Regions from separate parts of the Urocitellus parryii genome. Here region 2 is linked to region 1. A link is a contact called in public Hi-C data. All regions are on one chromosome and are shown on one strand. Each heading gives the region's core, a stretch centred on a gene start, on an enhancer-like site or on the middle of the called end of the contact. The rest is flanking DNA. Distances are from core to core; before and after follow the strand shown. Region 1 holds the start of Dpm2 (dolichyl-phosphate mannosyltransferase subunit 2, regulatory). Region 2 holds the start of Ptges2 (prostaglandin E synthase 2).

Region 1 (2,751 bases), core at 167-2,666:
AGAGGAGCCCAGTGGGTTAGCAAACTCTGGGAAAGGGTGAAGTCACCCCATGCCTTCAATGAGCTTAGAGGTGGCAGGAAGCCTAGAGGTTTGGGCCAGGCCAAAGGAAGGCAGCTACTAACTGTCCCAAAACATCATTATCTCCACTCCTCAGGGCTGACCCCAATCATGGCCCCTTTAAGCCCCAGAGGGCGATTATCAGTTCCTTCCCCTATGCAACCCTTGGGAGAGGGAAGTTGTCTCAGGGGCCCCTAAAGACAGTGACAGACCTAAAGAACCCAAGAAGACATTCTGTCCCCAGAGAGTGAGCTATGCCAGATTCCCACCTCATCTATCGCCCAAGCTCCTAGTAGAGACAGCAGAAGCTGAATGAGTCACATCTCCCACTCTGTGCCAAGCCCCATTCTGGGTGCTGGGGATACAGTCATGACCATAGACCCTACCTTCAGTGAGTTCACAGGTAAGCAGGCCCAGGCCATGGAGCAAATCAGCTAATTCAAATACAGCAGTGTGACAGAAACACATGTGGGGGCACAGGGGAGCCCTTATCTCCAGCTAGAAAAAGCAGCTTCCTGTGGACAGTGTGGCATCTGGTGAGACCTGATGGGTGAGAAGCAGCCACCTCAGGCACTGAAAGCATCAAAGATGATCTGGCCCAATCTCCCCTTGTTCTCAGAGGAAAGCACCTCCAAGACAGGATAGACCTGCCCACAGGGACTGTCAGAAACCTGTGACACCCTGGGCCGTAGGTGCAGTTGATGAAAGGAGGAGTCACCTGGATGGCCAGGAAAGCCAGGCCATAGTGGGTTGGGTGTCCCCCTCTGCAACTGAAATCGAAATCTCAGACCAAGGCAAGAGGATTGCTAGTTTGAGGTCAGCATTGGCAATTCAGTGGGACCCTCTCTCTAGAAATAAAAAGCGCTGGGGATGTAGCTCAGTGGGAGAACGACCCTAAATTCAGTTCCCACACCGAAAAAAAAAAAAAACGAAACAAAAAAGTCCTCCTCAGTGAACACGCTTTGCACTCCTTCCCTAAGCAGACAAATTAGGGCCTGGGAACCAGGGAGTGGGGTCCCAGGTTCCAACGTCGGATTCATCACCCGCTGCGATTATTATCTTTGGAAGACGGGACTTCACACCCGAAACCCCTTCTAGCTCTGGCTTTGGGCCTATGGGATGTTTAGAGATGGACTTTTTGGAGGAGCGGGTCTGAGAGGAGTGTGGCCACCAACGCAGTCGGAGTTCCCGGCTCGGTTCCACTCCCTAGGGAGATTCGGGAAGCAACCCGCGTTACAATCCTCTTGAACAACTACATTTCCCGACATGCAAAGGGCGGGGGCGGCCTCCGGTCGCGGGTGATATGGGCCTGGGCGTGCTATGGACTACGACTCCCAGCGTGCTCCGTGGCCCAGGGCCGGAAGGTCCCGGATCCGGAATTGAATGTGGTTCACTGCTCAAGTGGCGGAGCTGGAGGGAAATGGTGAGGCTGAGGCCGGGTGCCTGTGGGGTCGGAGGCGTCTGGGGGTGGGACTGGGGGGTGCTCGGGAGCGGAGGCTTGGGCACTCGGAGCCGGATTGCTCTCTCCTGGCCCGTGTACGGGTGAAAATGCTGAAGCCCTGCGGGAGCGCCTGGAGATGATGCAGAATCCGCCACTCTGTACAGCTGTTGAGTGAATGAGAAGTTTAGAGCGTAAATTGGCCGCGATGCCTCTTCCAGTAATGCACCTAAATGGATAGTCGCTTCGTCTTCTGAGCCCTCCCTTTTCTCCAGGCCACAGGGACAGACCAGGTGGTGGGACTCGGTCTTGTTGCTGTTAGCCTGATCATCTTCACCTACTATACCGCCTGGGTGATCCTCTTGGTATGTCTGCCTCCTCCGCCCTCGGCTCACCTTCCCCCATCCCTGGATCTTGAAGTCGACCCCTTACACCATGTGAGCAGCTGCTACGTGCCAGGCACTATGCGGGCTGCTTTACTTGCCTTATGTCATGAAGTCTCCAGAAAGCACTAAGAAGGTGCTAGTGGGGTCTGCATTTTGTAGATGATGAAGCTGAGGCCCAGAGAGAAAGGTCTGGCCCAAGTTTGCCTGGCTACACTTGGAAGGTTGCACAACATTGGGAAGCCCTGATGCGGGTTTGCTTTGCTTTTGAGGGGGGTTCTGCACTTCCTTTAGCCGGCTGGCTCCTGAGTATATTGAGAAACCATGGGTTTTATGAGGACTTTAGGGGGGTTTTGTTTTGTTTTCATATGGTATAAAATCTGCTTAATAAGTGCAGTGTGTTTGGAAGACAAACTCATAACTTGATATCCTGTAGAGAAAAAATATTAGTAAAAAACGACCTGGGAACCCAGACTGGGAATTTCTGGTGAGGCCCGTAGCTAGACTCTCTTAGGGCAGGTCCTTTGTCTTCTGTTCACTGCTGGCTCCCCAGCACTAACCTAGCACAGGCACTGAGCAAGTGCTCAGCAAACAACTTTTAGATGATCAGAGGAAGCAAATGGCAACACCCAAAATGCTATCATCTTAAAGAAAAGCAAATGCTGTCCCAGTGCTCTGAATGGAGTCAGTCCTTTGGAGGAGATGGGATGTTTGGGCTTGGGGGCTGGGCAGGGTGAGCAGTGCTCATCAGAGCTCTGCCCCTCATGCCAGCCATTCATCGACAATGAGCATGTCATCCACAAGTTCTTCCTCCCTCGAGCGTATGCTGTTGCCATCCCCCTGGCCGCGGGTCTCTTGCTGCTCCTGTTTGTG
Region 2 (2,751 bases), core at 140-2,639, 140 kb before region 1:
CCCATTCATTTTTCCCCCACTTAATTCAAACACATCTCAATGCAGGAGATATCTTTCATTATTCCTGCATTGCAAGTGGGAAAACTCAAATTGGAGAAGGCAAAGAGAGGTGATGGTTGATGGTTCTCCTGCTCCCCAGCAGTGCTGTGGCTGCAACAGGCTGTAAAACAGGTCACACCAACAAAGCCAGGTGGCTAGGGACACGGATCAGTGCCTCCAGCTAAGCCAAGCCAGTCAAGCTCCATTAGGTCCCTCTCAAAGTCTTGATCTCCCTAGGGGCTAAAGGAAATAGCTGGAACAAATCTCAAATGGGCGACATCCCTGAATCTGCCTGTTTCCCATTTTGTAAAAGGTGCTCTCGATTCTCCAGTGTTGCGGTTCCCAGAGACCAGTTGGCCCAGCACCTCGGACGCGGTGCCTACAACTCAGTGTCCATGGGAATACTGGGAGGATTCTTCGAGCTCTTCCAGGTCCCTGTCATGGCTCCAGTTCTTTCTGGGAAAGCAAAGCAGCCCCTGAGTCACCTGCTTCTCCTAAGCCACTGTCCTCGCCTTGGGCTCCCATCTCCACCCGCAAGCCCAGACTCCATGGGGGCCAGACATTGCGGCCTCAGGTCCCAAGGTAGAGGCAGTGGCAGAACCCTAGGCAGAGTGGGTGGAAGGCGGAGACGGAGCGGGGCGGAGCCCAGGCACGCCCCGCCCCTCCGGATCTCCGCCAGCCACGCCCCTCCGGGCCGCCAGGTGGGGCCTTCCCAGGGCTGCCCTCCGAGAAGCCTAGACGGTGGAGGCTCGGGCGCTCAGCCTGGGTGAGCGAGCCCGGCGGTGAGGCGCGGCCACCCAGACTCCTGCTCTGCCCCATCTGCCCGGGGGCCTCCGGGCCGGCCAGCCGGCGCTGCGCGTGGGCTGCCTGAGACACGTGGTTTCCTAGGCCCCGCTTTGGGTTTGGAAAAGTTTATGGTTTGGGTTACCGCAGAGGTGTACTCGGGAGGGCAGAAAGAGCTCGAATCGCCGCCACCTCGGGTCGGGCCCCCACCGCGGCCTTCACTGAAGCCGGGGCCCTTTCCTTGACGGTCGTCAGGATTCAATCTCTTTCGAATGGGTGCACACTGCAGAAGAGGCTAACCACGTATCGCAGGCTGGCACGCAGGTACGCGCCGATCACCGCCAACACCTGTTGCAGACGCACCCTCGGAAGCCAGAGGCCTTGAGTCGCTTCCAGACACCCCCGGGTGTACTTCTGCGGCTCTGGTTGGCACACACGGCTAATCCGAATAGGGCTGCCGGTCCCAGCTCGGCGTCACCATCACCCTAGGCAACCCGCCCGGCTTCCGGAACCCGGCCCTTTAAGGAGAGCCCGAGCCTGCGCGTCTTGGTTTCGCGCGCCCGCCCGTGGCTTCGGAGGAACGAACATGGCCCAGGCGGCGCGGGCGGCTGGGGCGGCTCGGGCGCTGTGGCCCGGTCGGTGCGCGTTGGCAGAGAGGCTGGGCGGCCGCCCCTGGCCACCATTCCTCGCGCAGAGCCGGGCGGGCTTCGCGGGGGCTGCTGGTGGCCCGGGGACCCCTGCCGCCGCCGCCCGCAAGGGGAGCCCGCGGCTACTGGGGGCGGCGGCGCTAGCCCTGGGGGGCGCCCTGGGGCTGTACCACACCGCACGGTGGCACCTGCGCGCCCAGGACCTCCGCGCCGAGCGCTCAGCCGCCCAGGTAAGGCCTGGCTGGGCTGTGGATGGAGATTCTGGGATCAGCGACGAAACTAGACTCCTGGGAACCAGTGGGGTCGGGAGTCGCCTCCTCCGCCTGCTTGTGACCTTGGGCTAGCGACTCGGCCTTAGGTGTCAACCGGCAGCCTCCTCATCTGTAAAATGGGGACGCGACTGCTGCTTACTAGCCCAGAACTGTGTGTATTTCTCATGAAATCGTTGTGTCTGAAGCAGCAGCACTTTCATGGAACTAGTGACCCTTTGACTCCAGGCCCTGAAATGAAGGTGTCCCTCCAGCCGGGTGGTGACTCAGCCACCCCTGAGAGCTTGTAGGCTGCACCACTACAGCCCCCTCCTCACTCGGATGCCCCTTTCCTGACCTGGGGTGGGGAGTGGATTAGGCGTGGCACCCTGCCCACCTGTGTCCAGTCCCGGGTTTCCCCTGGGAACCCAACCCTGAGGGAGGTGGTCCTGGCGGCCCTGGTCAGCCCTCCCCCTTGCAGAATTGAGATGGACCAACTGAATTGTGCTGGCCTGGGTACCAAATAGCTCTGTCCCCTCACCCAGAGGTCCCTGGGGTTGGTCCACTGCCGCTGGAGAGAGGCACAGCCTGGGACCGTCCTTTGGGACTGGAGGGAGACCGTCAGTGTCTGCACAGTGTTGGGCAGAGACACTGGAGGGTTCTTCTAAGCAGACCTTCCACAGGTGCTGGCCCTGCCCTGAGGCCTGCCAGCTGGCGGCCTACACCTGGGCCATCCGCCACGGCAGCCCCTTCCCTGCCTGCCACCCTGTTCTCCCCGTATTCTCAGGGTCAACTCAAAAGACTCCCTGGGAAAGGTGTCTGCCCAGGTGGGGCCTGGGCAGGGGTGCCAGGCCTCAGAAGCCCCTCCTCTGCTCCCCCTCAGCTCTCCTTGTCCAGCCGCCTGCAGCTGACCCTGTACCAGTACAAGACATGTCCCTTCTGCAGCAAAGTCCGTGCCTTCCTGGACTTCCATGCCCTGCCTTACGAGGTGGTGGAGGTGAACCCTGTGCGCCGGACTGAGATCAAATTCTCCT

The links. Hi-C and Micro-C count contacts between places; a contact is called where the count stands out from the background.
Region 2: a Hi-C map of liver shows a contact between it and region 1, with 5 times the contacts expected there. The contact joins the promoter of Ptges2 here to the promoter of Dpm2 in region 1. A contact is called at or near these places in 2 of 2 Hi-C or Micro-C datasets (liver and muscle).

The regions. Positions count from the first base shown.
Region 1 is chr4:204,058,006-204,060,756 of mUroPar1.hap1, reverse strand. It overlaps Dpm2 (dolichyl-phosphate mannosyltransferase subunit 2, regulatory), which reads left to right and starts at 1,416. Exons shown (of 4, transcript XM_026386478.2): 1 at 1,416-1,480; 2 at 1,771-1,860; 3 at 2,650-2,751. The coding sequence starts at 1,478.
Region 2 is chr4:204,198,659-204,201,409 of mUroPar1.hap1, reverse strand. Ptges2 (prostaglandin E synthase 2) reads left to right here and starts at 1,389. Exons shown (of 7, transcript XM_026386491.2): 1 at 1,389-1,699; 2 at 2,601-2,751. The coding sequence starts at 1,409.